Linked DNA regions of Mus musculus: region 1 is linked to region 2. A link is a contact called in public promoter capture Hi-C data. All regions are on one chromosome and are shown on one strand. The core of a region is the stretch at or near the end of the contact, and the rest is flanking DNA. Distances in the headings are between cores, read along the strand shown.

What was found. Promoter capture Hi-C pulls out the DNA fragments that hold promoters and counts their contacts.
Region 1: a promoter capture Hi-C map of pre-B cells shows a contact between it and region 2, with 2.7 times the contacts expected there. The contact joins the promoter of Cbx5 here to the promoter of Zfp740 in region 2. A contact is called at or near these places in 1 of 39 promoter capture datasets (pre-B cells) and 1 of 115 datasets of contacts at active chromatin or transcription factors (pancreatic cancer cells).

What each region holds. Positions count from the first base shown.
Region 1 is chr15:103,237,860-103,243,511 of GRCm38.p6, reverse strand. It overlaps Cbx5 (chromobox 5), which reads left to right and starts at 3,660. Exons shown (of 5, transcript NM_001076789.2): 1 at 3,660-3,779. Hnrnpa1 (heterogeneous nuclear ribonucleoprotein A1) reads right to left here and starts at 3,115. Exons shown (of 11, transcript NM_001039129.4): 1 at 2,984-3,115; 2 at 2,316-2,432; 3 at 1,920-2,066; 4 at 1,399-1,609; 5 at 1,214-1,306; 6 at 1,040-1,132; 7 at 794-868; 8 at 432-590. The coding sequence starts at 2,998.
Region 2 is chr15:102,200,186-102,205,585 of GRCm38.p6, reverse strand. It overlaps Zfp740 (zinc finger protein 740), which reads right to left and starts at 1,941. Exons shown (of 8, transcript NM_001289691.1): 1 at 1,784-1,941; 2 at 500-1,015; 3 at 281-357. Csad (cysteine sulfinic acid decarboxylase) reads left to right here and starts at 534. Exons shown (of 18, transcript NM_001359126.1): 1 at 534-1,447; 2 at 2,326-2,449; 3 at 3,012-3,142.

The sequences.
Region 1 (5,652 bases), core at 2,411-4,910, 1.0 Mb before region 2:
CGGCTTCATTCTCTGAGTGAGGCATTCAGTTAATAATCCAGCATTTAAAGTAAAATCAACCCAACTTAAGTTTCTCAGTGGCAAGTTAGAATTGAAGGCCTTTATGTATTCCAGGTCAATACATACATTTCTTGGATGTATCAACTAAATGCCTGAAGTCCCAACAGAGTTTAGACATTCAATCCAACTGTAGTGTGGATCTAACTATCTCACATTGAAGACAACACTAACCACTCATTCACCTACTTATTTTGGGGGAGGCGGCCCCAGCTTAAAGCCAGGAGGAGGTAGCACAGCAGAGCAGGCCTACTGTAACGCACCATGCACTGCACCCACAATGCTTTAAGAGCTTTAAAGTCCAACACGGGCATAATAAACTCTAGAAGTCTAATCTAGCTCCAAGCCAAGTACCTGCATCACTGGATACCTACCACTACCACCGCCAAAGCCGCCTCCGCCTCCTCCGTTGTTATAGCTGTCATAGCTGCCACTCCCGCCATAGCCACTGCCCTGGTTTCCATAACCCTGTCCACCACTTCCATAGCCTCTGCTTCCTCCAGAGTAACCAGGGCTGCCTCCTCCATAACCACCTATAAGAATACAAGTCTTCTCAATAAGACAAAAGTATTTAACAGGAAAAATGTATGCAAGATAATAGCTAAAGGCTGCTCATAGCATGCACATTTATGGGACTGATCGAACTTTGTCATGCACTAAGTTTAGTTTCTACTAGCCTACTCTAAAGGTACAGGTTTCCAGAAACCATTACTTACAGACTCCTTAGGAAACTTACCATCATTGCCAAATCCATTATAGCCATCCCCACTGCCACCATATCCACCACCACCACGGCTGCCACCAAAGCCACCTGGAAGAAACCAAAGCTTTAAACCAGGCTTTATACATGAATGCTTATCAAAATCTAATTCTGTACTAGAACTATATTCGGGTAAAATCCATAAATGCTGGAAACACAGGGTAGCAGTTAATATTTAAAAGCTCTGAAACCAACAAGGAATCAAAAATAAACCATACACACCACGACCACTGAAGTTCCCTCCTCGACCAAAATTGTCATTGCCACCAAAACCGCCTCCACGACCACCACCAAAGTTTCCAGAACCACTGCGACCTTAAAAGAGATTTTTGGATCATTAGGCTAACCCATAGTAATTCATGCTGGCGCCCACAATCTAACCAAAAATTAACGCACCTCTCTGACTGGATGAAGCACTAGCCATCTCTTGCTTCGACAGAGCCTTTCTTACTTCACAGTTGTGGCCATTCACAGTATGGTATTTCTGAACTAAGAGAAAAAGGTAGATTCAGGACTGTAAAAAAAAAAAACACAAGAGGACTCCAGAGTCATTAAGGAACACGTAGTCCTCTGATACTTACTAACAATCTTATCCACAGAGTCATGGTCATCAAAGGTAACAAAAGCAAAGCCCCTCTTTTTCCCACTGCCTCTGTCAGTCATAATTTCTATCACTTCAATCTTCCCATACTGCTCAAAATAATCTCGTAGGTGATGTTCTTCAGTGTCTTCTTTAATACCACCAACAAAGATCTTTTTCACAGTTAAGTGGGCACCTGGTCGCTGAGAATCCTAAAAAGGAAAAATGACTTCAGTTATTTAGTAGTAGCAGTTTCTAAATGACTGGGAAGGTGTGGTGGCCCACCCCCCCCTTTTTTTCAGAGACAGGGTTTCTCTATATATCCCTGGCTGTCCTGGAACTCACTCTGTAGACCAGGCTAGCCTCGAACTCAGAAATATACCTGCCTCTGCCTCCGGAGTGCTGGGATTAAAGGCGTGTGCCACCACCTCCAGGCCCTCGCCTTTAATACCACTTGGGGGGGATCTCCCAATTGAGGACTGCCCCAATCATAGTCTCAGGTTAAAGAGAAAAACCACTCACTTCTCTTGAGACAGCTCTCTTAGGTTCCACAACTCTTCCATCCACCTTGTGTGGTCTTGCATTCATGGCAGCATCCACTTCTTCCACAGTGGCATATGTGACAAACCCAAAGCCCCTGGATCTCTTGGTGTTTGGATCTCTCATTACCTGTTTAGAGTTAATTCAATCAATACACTGCCTGATCTCAGAATCAAAAGCCATTCCTAGTCTGATCAAGGCAAACATGAAACTTCAGAGTGGGGGGGTGGAAATGTAAGCTTCTTACAGATCTGAAGAAAGCCCCAGATTTTTTTTTACCATCCCATTAGTTAACTTCACAAAACAATTTAGCTAAGAAGCAGCAGATTAAATCGGAAGAAATAAGCCAGCTCTTCCTTTTGTTTCTTTTAATCTTACCACACAGTCTGTTAGTGTTCCCCATTGCTCAAAATGGCTCCTCAGACTCTCGTCGGTTGTTTCGAAGCTCAGCCCTCCGATGAAGAGCTTCCGCAGCTGTTCTGGCTCCTTGGGAGACTAAAGTGGAGGAGGGAGTGTTTAGCGGAGGGGCTGGAACCTGGGAAAATGAATCAACACCCCGCAACAACACATGCTACACTTTTTTATTGTTCTTTATTACTGCACGAGACCACGTGCTCCTTCCTAGGCTAGGAGGTGCTGCTGGGGATTCACTCGAGTTGCACGCAGCGCATGCGTCCTTACTTTTACTTCATACGCACGCGCAACAAAGGGCACAGGTTAGTCGGGTCCATCCCCATTAAGACTTAATATCTCTTTAACAAGCGATTGTTAGACCAGAATGGGGGAGGGGAAGAAAAGGCCACACTCCCCAGATCATTAGTCTGTGAAGTTTGCCACAAGGAACAGTGCATGGACGTTAATGGCGGTCGGATCGCAGCCTCATGGTGACTATGAGGACAAAATGGCGACCTGCATTTTTTTAAAGTAGGCCTCAGCACTAATCGATAAAACACCGAAACCACGGGTGCGAGCAGCAAAACACGTCACATCCCGCTATATTCAGTAAGTGTGGAAGAAAGAGAAGCTGCAAAGCGCATCCAACTTACCTCGGACTTAGACATGACGGTAGAGTTACGAGAGCCTTCAGCGATGCTTCCTCGGCAGCGTCAAAGAGCAGAAAGGAATACGATAACGAACGTGCCCGCCAGCCTACCTTCTGCTCGCCCTTTTATCCCGCCTCCTCGCTCTCGGTATTGGTAGACTCCGCCCTTACTTGAGTCTTATTGGAGATTTGAAATTATTCCCTCCCACCATTGGCCCGTGAAGACGCCCTGCTAAGAAACGGCATCCGTTTGGGCGTTCTATTCAGACTCCGCCCCTTTGAGTCACTGATGCCCCAAGGGATCTTATCCTTAATCGCATTGATTGGCTAACTAGCCAGTCACTTATATTTGAATGTATTCACGTCTTTTAAATGCCTTTCATAACTTTCCCACACCCGAACATTACAAACTCACTCGTCAAAGGACCGCACGCTACAAAGTAGCTCACCGCGACTTTTCCCAGCCACTCCCTATAAGGCGCATGTGTAATAAAAATGGCGAGTTCACGCCGGCGCACTACGATGTTCCGCCTGCTGCCTGGAACACGTGAAATGGCGGGCGGGAGAGGGTTGTGAACCTAGGCGCCTGCGTAGTGGCGGGACCAGCGTCCAGTTTTGCGCAGGCGTTTTGGGCGGAGAAAAGGTCCAAGCCCAGGATTGGTTGCGCAGGCGCAGGGAAGGATCCGTTTTGGCGGGCGGTTGGCATTGCGCAGAAGGCGGCGGTAGCGGTGGCTTGTGGTGCCGCTTTACCACAGAGGAACCGTGCAGGCCTTAGCGTGAGTGATCACTTTAGATCTTGGGTAAGTGGCAGAGTCTCGTCTACCCGTACGAGATCTTGAACCCGCTCCCATTGCACCGGTTATTGTACGAAATGAATGGACCGCTGAACTGGTGGGGGGGGGGGTGGACGACGACAGTGAAGGGGCCGCGACGGGTCGGGCCAGCCAATAGGACAACTGGGGCGGGATGTTTTATCCTTGCAGGTTCTGTGAAGCTGCCTTGCCGAAGCATTTGACTGGCGAGCCTATAGGCCAATTGGGTTTTCCTATAGCTGCCTACCGATCGGTCCTTGGGCCATCGGAATGTGGGAGGCGGGTTTTTCTCGCCTGAGTTGCGTCTCTCCGAGCCAATGAGCCCCAAGCGCGCGATTGGCCGGCCTTCCCCAAGAGGCAGAGGCTGGACTCCTGTGGGGAGCGCGGGAGTTGGCTGGTTAAATTCTTAGAGCAAGCCAGGAGTCACTAGAAAGACAGGATTCCCCCCTCCCCCCCCCAATAAAGCTTACTCTTGCATTTGTGGGGGCGAGTATTTTAACTTAAAATGACTCCTATAACTAAGGCATTCATTCTGTATATTACCTTAGGGAAAACATATGTTTTCTTGTGGCCCTTGAGTTAATCATTTTTCTTGTAGTTTTTGGTACGTTCCTCCCTTCACTTGAGACTTTGGAGAACGTGCCTTTAGTCTTTGAAAACTTTTAAGAGAAGAATATTGAAATTTTGAATGAGATGACTTAGGTAAAGTACTTGCAATGAAAAGCATCCAAGAAAAATAGACTTAACCACTAGCACCCATTTCCAGGGACACTGTATTTGTATTTCTATCTCTATGAAAGTTTTTGAGAGTTACATGTCAAAAGTCAAAACGTGTTGCTTCTATGGAAACAGTGGGGCCAAGGCCTGTATGTTTGAGGGATAATTGTCATTGATGAAATAATGAAAACCTTAATAAAAATAGACACATTTGGTTTTTTGTTTGTTTGTTTTGTGTCATCATGTACTTGTCACCACCATTCATGTTCCCAATTCTTTTATCTGAATCTCTTCTCCGAAGAACATTTTTCTCCCCTAACATTCAAGATACTCTAAGCTCCTATTTCTGCTGTTCATTTGAGGATGTCTGGTGTGGGGTGAAAAAGCTGATTCATTTAGGAGGTATTTAGGGTGTTGGGGACAGAAGACTCCACCATATCTTGAGTTGTTATTCATTGTTTTGATTCCATATATTTTTGTATTTTCTCTGCAATTTTGTTGGTGTTGATAATACCCACACTTCTCAGAGTATCTAGACAAATGTATAATTTCCATTTATTATCTGTGTCTGTTGATTTATTTATAGTCTTTGAGGTAGAGGTACCTCATTGTGATAAGAAAATTCCAGCCTGGCGTTAGTGGTCATTGCCTTTAATCCTAGCAGGAAGATGGATATCTGTTTGAGGCCAGCCTCCTGGTCCATGTAGTGAGTTACTTGACAGCCAAAGCATAATCAGACCCTGTCTCAAAAACGAAGAAAAGAAAGAAAAGAAGATAGTTTCATACTTTTTACAAAAGACTGATGATGCCGGGTGGTGGTGGTGCACGTCTTTGATCCCAGCACTCGGGAGGCAGAGGCAGGCGGATTTCTGAGTTTGAGGCCAGCCTGGTCTACAAAGTGAGTTCCAGGACAGCCAGGGCTACACAGAGAAACCCTGTCTCGGGGGGTGGGGGGGGGGGGACGGACGGACTGATGATTTCAATTTAGTTTTCTGTTTTATGTCTCAGGCTGGCCTCACATGAAGAGATCTACCTGTTGGTGCTATCATGCTTGACAGGTTTTTTTTTTTGTTGTTGTTGTTTTTTTTTTTTTTTTTTGGGTTTTTCGAGACAGGGTTTCTAAGTATAGCTCTGGCTGTCCTGG
Region 2 (5,400 bases), core at 692-3,191:
TCTAAGCCCCTCCCTCTGTCTGAGTGCCCTTCTCTGTTGACTTCTCTAGCAAAATCCTATGCTACCTGCAGGCTTCCTTCCCCCCCCCCCCCCCCATCCAGGCAGAGGTACCACCACGCAGTCACAATCCTTCTATCACTGAGAACTCCTTTAGTCAACTGATTCAGAGTCTCTAGTACCAGCCAGCTATCACGCAGGGCACCGTGAATATAAAAATAATAAATAACAGACTGTCTTGCCGTCATCCCTCCCCCTCCCCCCAACTAGCCTGGGAGCTTACTGGGGACAAGGGCAATCTTATTCATCTTTGTATTCCAAACACAATGCCGTGCATGTAACAGGAGCTCAATAAAATTCCTGTTGGGAAAAAAAAACAAATGAAGCATTCACCAGACTATACACTCCCTTATGCCCGAGTACTTCACGTACCAAAAGTACACCGGGTACAAGGTGCTTTGCCAATGGCCCATCAGTGCCTGTGACGTGATATATAGCCTACCTCCTTCATTTGACTGGAAGCTCCCTGAAGGCAGGGGCTGTGGCCTGTCTCCTTTCCTTCCTCTAGATCTCCCCCTGGCGCTTAATACAGAGCTCGGCTCACTGGGGATGGTCAATACTGTTGGCTAAGGCAGAATTCAAGGGTGACACTGCAAAGAGGCTTCCCAGTGAACGGTCTTGAAGGAGGACTCGAGAGCTTTTTACCTGAGCCATGCTGACTTCTCACTTAACGAACCCAAAAAGTTCAGAAGTTCTCTGTCCCAGTTTTCCTTAAGACACTGGTTGTCTGAAGAACCGTCACCAAATCACAGTAACGGCTCCTCCCCGTTCTTTCAGTTCCTTTGCCATATTGAACTGTCTTCTCAAAGAACTCGGTGTCCTCCAAAAGGAAAACAGGTGTCCCAAGAATCCGCAGTCTCTCTCTGACTTCTGCCTCTTGTCGGAAGAAACGAGAGTCTACCAGTCTTGGTTTCCAAGTTGAATTCTCTTGGTGAAGCTCTAGGTCTGTTCCAGAAACCTGAAACCAGAAAGGGAGATGAGGCCCTTAGGTGTAACATCTTCAGGCCAAACAACGATCGAAGCTCCCTCAACTTATTTTGCTGGGCGTTCTGAAGCTCAAAAGGAGGACATGAGTCGAGAGCTTTCTTTCTAGGTCAGTAGAAGAAACTGGCCTCCTGGGCCGAAAGAGCAGCCAACGGGAGCAAAAGTAAGTTGGGCCTCCTATAGAGAGGATCTGCCAAGAGAGTAAGAGCTGGGATTTGCCATCTTAGGAACGGAAGAAGGGGGCGGAGGCCCTTTGGGGCTTTTGTGCGGAGTGGGCCGGCCTGCAAAGCTGGCACTCCACAGACGAGGGCAGAACTGTGTTGGAAGGAAGCTCGGGAGGCCTCCGCCGAGCGCCGGGGTGGCTGGCAGTGCCCGCACGTGAGCGTCGCTCGGAGTCCGCCCGAAGGTTCGTAAATTCGCCGCCGCGGAGGCGGAGGGCGGGCGTGTGTGCGCGCGCTCTGCAGGCAGCCGCAGCGCGCAGCCCCGGGAGCGCCGAGCCGCGCGCGACCTGCGTGCTCGCGCCCGCGCTTCCCCCCCCCTTCCCGGGCAAGGCCCCCTCTCCCGGCGGGGCGGTGGGGGGCGGGGCGGCGGCGGCCCTCCCCTCGCGCCCCCTCCCTCCGCCGCGCGCCCCTCCTCCGCCGCGCTCCCCTCCCCCCTCGCGCGCGGCGCCCCACGGCCTGCGAGCTGCTGTCCGCCCGCTCGCCCGCCCGCTCGACGCTGCCTCCCCGCGGCGCGCGCCTACCTGCCTGGCGCGGCCTCCCGCCGTCTCCTCCGCCGCGCGGCGCCCCCTCCAGGCCCCAGGCACCCCGTGCCAAGCCCGCGGCCGCCGCTCCCCGCGTCGGGACCGAGGCAAGTTTACAAACACCAACCCGGGGCCCGTTTCCCCGGAAGCACTTCTCCGTCCCCCTCCCCCTCTTTGCCAAGCGGCCACATCCACTTCCGGGCTCCGGAGCCGGGACAGGAGGGGGGGCCCTCCGAAAAGGGGTGAGGCTGGGGACGCGCGGAGAGCTGCAGCTGGCGAGCGGGAGGGGGACGGCCCGGAGGACCGGAGGAGGGTGGTGCGAAGGGCGGCGCCTGCGCCGTGGCGCGCGAGCGCCCCGGCCGCCATCTTCACTGAGGGCAGCTCCCAGGCTCGCCTGGAACCTTTAGGGAACCTTTAGGTACTGAGTGTTCTTTGAGAAGGTTCGCTAGGTGCGCTGGTTGATTCTTGCAGAATCTCCGTCTCTCTCCTGACGCCCCAGGTAGAAGCCGGGACAGTTCGTACCTCTGATCTTTTTTTTAAAGCTTGGTGAGGTCTGTTTTTCCGGTGCCTGCTGCTGTGGGGTGCAGACCTGCAGACTGAGGTCAGCTGGGAGGAGAGTTGAGCCGTTGCGCAGTCCTGCGGTACACACTAAACCACAATCTGCATGTGAGTCTCAGTGAGTTCCCTCAATAGCCAAGGCAAACGTGCTCCGGCCCCGCAGTCTTGACCTAGCCAAACTAGGCTTCCTTTCAAGAAAAGGCCTTTTTTCCCTTCAGTGGACTAGTCTTGTTGGAGATTTGGAAGTGCGTGTTGTCCTCTGGGCCAGGCCCCCTTTGGAAATTTGAGCCTATCCTCGAATACTAGCGCCCCACTTGTAGCATTAGAGAGGAGTTCTGCTAAAAGATAGGACTATTCTAAGTGCACACTTGGCAGAAGGAAACGTGAATTCCACTTAAGTCCCAGTTTCTATTCTAACTGCTGTCTGGTGAGTTTAAGTGACAGTAAGACACTATCCAAAAAGCATATGGATTCCTAACCACAGTCCTGTACCTTTTACACCACTAAAGTAAGTTCCATTTCCCTTAGGGTCATTCTGAAACTGACATAAAATGGAGAGACATGTCACCAGGAATGTTTTTAAAACAAATGTAGGGACCTGAAGAGATGACCCAGCTGTTAAGAGTGCTTGCTGGGAAACTAGGACCAGAGTTTGGATTCTGTTTTCCAGGTTAACAAGCCTGCTCTGACAAAGGTGGAGACTGGAGAATCCCCTGGACTTGCTGGATTCCACCTTAACTGAGAAAATTAGAGCCCCAGGTTGGGGAAGAGACCTTGCTTCTAAAGGAATAAGCAGTCCAGGTGTGTACAGGCTCTTGAACTTGCATGGACAGAGTCACATCAGAAACAATCATACAGTTTTAAACATTAGCTTAAGCAAGGGAGTGTAGCCGGGTGTTGTTGGCACACACCTTTAATCCCAGCACTTGGGAGGCAGAGGCAGGTGGATTTCTGAGTTCGAGGCCAGCCTGGTCTACAGAGTGAGTTCCAGGACAGCCAGGGCTACACAGAGAAACCCTGTCTTGGAAAAATAAAAAAACAAAACAAAAAACAAAAAAAAAAAGCAGGGGAGTGTGACAAATATCTTTAATCCCAGCACCTGAAAGGCAGAGCAGGCCAATCCCTGTGAGTTTAAGGCCAACCTGGTATACATAGCAAGTTCTACCAGCTAGAGATACACAAACTTTATTTATTTATTTGTTTGTTTGTTTATTTATTTTAAAGATTTATTTATTTATCATATGTAAGTATACTCTAGCTGTCTTTGGACACTCCAGAAGAGGAAGTCAGATCTCATTACGGATGGTTGTGAGCCACCATGTGGTTGCTGGGATTTGAACCACTGAGCCATCTCTCCAGCCCCCACAATCTTTAGAAAACAAAGAACCACCTAATCCATTGCCAGTCTATAGAATACAAAACTACATAATTTTTTCTTCTAGCCAAGCTCTTGAAGATAATCACTCTTGTTATTGTTTCTTATTACTAGATATTTAAATTTTTTGTTTTTATGTGTGTATGCATGTGTTGCTTACGTGTATGTCTGTGTAACACTTGAGTGCCTGGTACCCTTAGAGGCCAGGCAAGGGTGTGGAATATACTTAGAATGGAGTTACTGATGCTTATGGGCCACCTGAAGTAACAATATGAGCCACCACAAGGGTGCTGGGAATTGAACCTAGGTCCTTTGGAAGAGCAGCCAGTGCTCTCAACTGCTGAGCCAGCTCTCTAGTCCCTGTTGTTATATTTTTGATAGTGGGACTTGTTGGAATTCATGGTCTGGCTCATGTTAGACAAGCTGTCAGCTACTGAGTTGTTTTTTTTTTTTTTAAGATTTCGTTATTTTATGTATATGAGTTACACCATCACTGTCTTCAGACACACAAGAAGAAGGCATTGGATCCCATTACAGATGGTGAGCCACTATGTGGTTGCTGGGAATTAAACTCAGGACCTCTGGAAGAGCAGCCAGTGCTCTTAACCGCTGAGCCATTTCTCCAGCCCCAGCCCCTGAGTGTTCTACTATTCTCTACTACTCCCCAGGTCTTATTGGTTTGGTGAACTCAGTACAATGAGACACTTTTTCTGTGTTCATACTTTTTTTTTTGTCACCTAAAATGTACTATACACTGTATTTTATTTTCTGTTTTTGTTTGAAATAGGTTCTTACTCTGTAGCTCACACTGGCTTCAAAGTCTCTTACATTCCTCCTGCCTCACCCTGGAGTATTGGGTTTCAAACCCAGCAGATAGTCCATGATAGATACCTAAGTGAGTTCACATTTTAAGAATTGTTTCGTAACAAAAGCTGCGTGAGATGATCCAGACCTGTAGCCTCAGCTGCCCAGGAGGTTGAAGCATGAGACTCACCTGAACCCAGGAATTCACAAGCCAGAACAGCACAGTGAGACTGCCCCAAGGTGGAAAAACAAAATTAAACAAATAAAACAAACCCCACCCAGGCAGCAGTTCCTAGTGAAGGTGTGATTTGAGCTGGGAGGGAGCCGCAGGAGCATCTGAAACTTAAAAGCTAATCCTCAGCTACAAGGTGAGTGTGAGCCCAGCTTGGGTTGCCTGGACATCTTTATGTGGCTGTCTTCCTGCACTTACGCAGACTCTGTGAGTAAATGTGAAATGTGACTGTGTAAATATTTTGAAGGGTTATTTTTGTTTTTTTATTCATGTGTGTAATGTAAGCATACGGATGTTTCCCCTGCTTGTGTGTATGTGCATAATATGCGTGCAGTGGAGGGCGTGGGATCCCATGAACTGGAGTTACGGATGGCCCTGTACCTGGGTCCTCTGCAAGAACAATAAGTATACTGAGCCTTTCTTCCAGCCGCCAAATTCTTCTGCCCCCCACCCCCACCCCACCGCCGACCCCCAATTTTAATCATGGCGTTGAAGTTTGAAACCATTGTGCCATGAAGCACAGCTATATGCCAGATTTCAAACTTCTTTTCTTTAACACATGTATATTTTTAAAAAGATTTCTTTCTTCCTTCCTTTCTTTTCTCTCTCTCTCTCTCTCTCTCTCTTTCTTTCTTTCTTTCTTTCTTT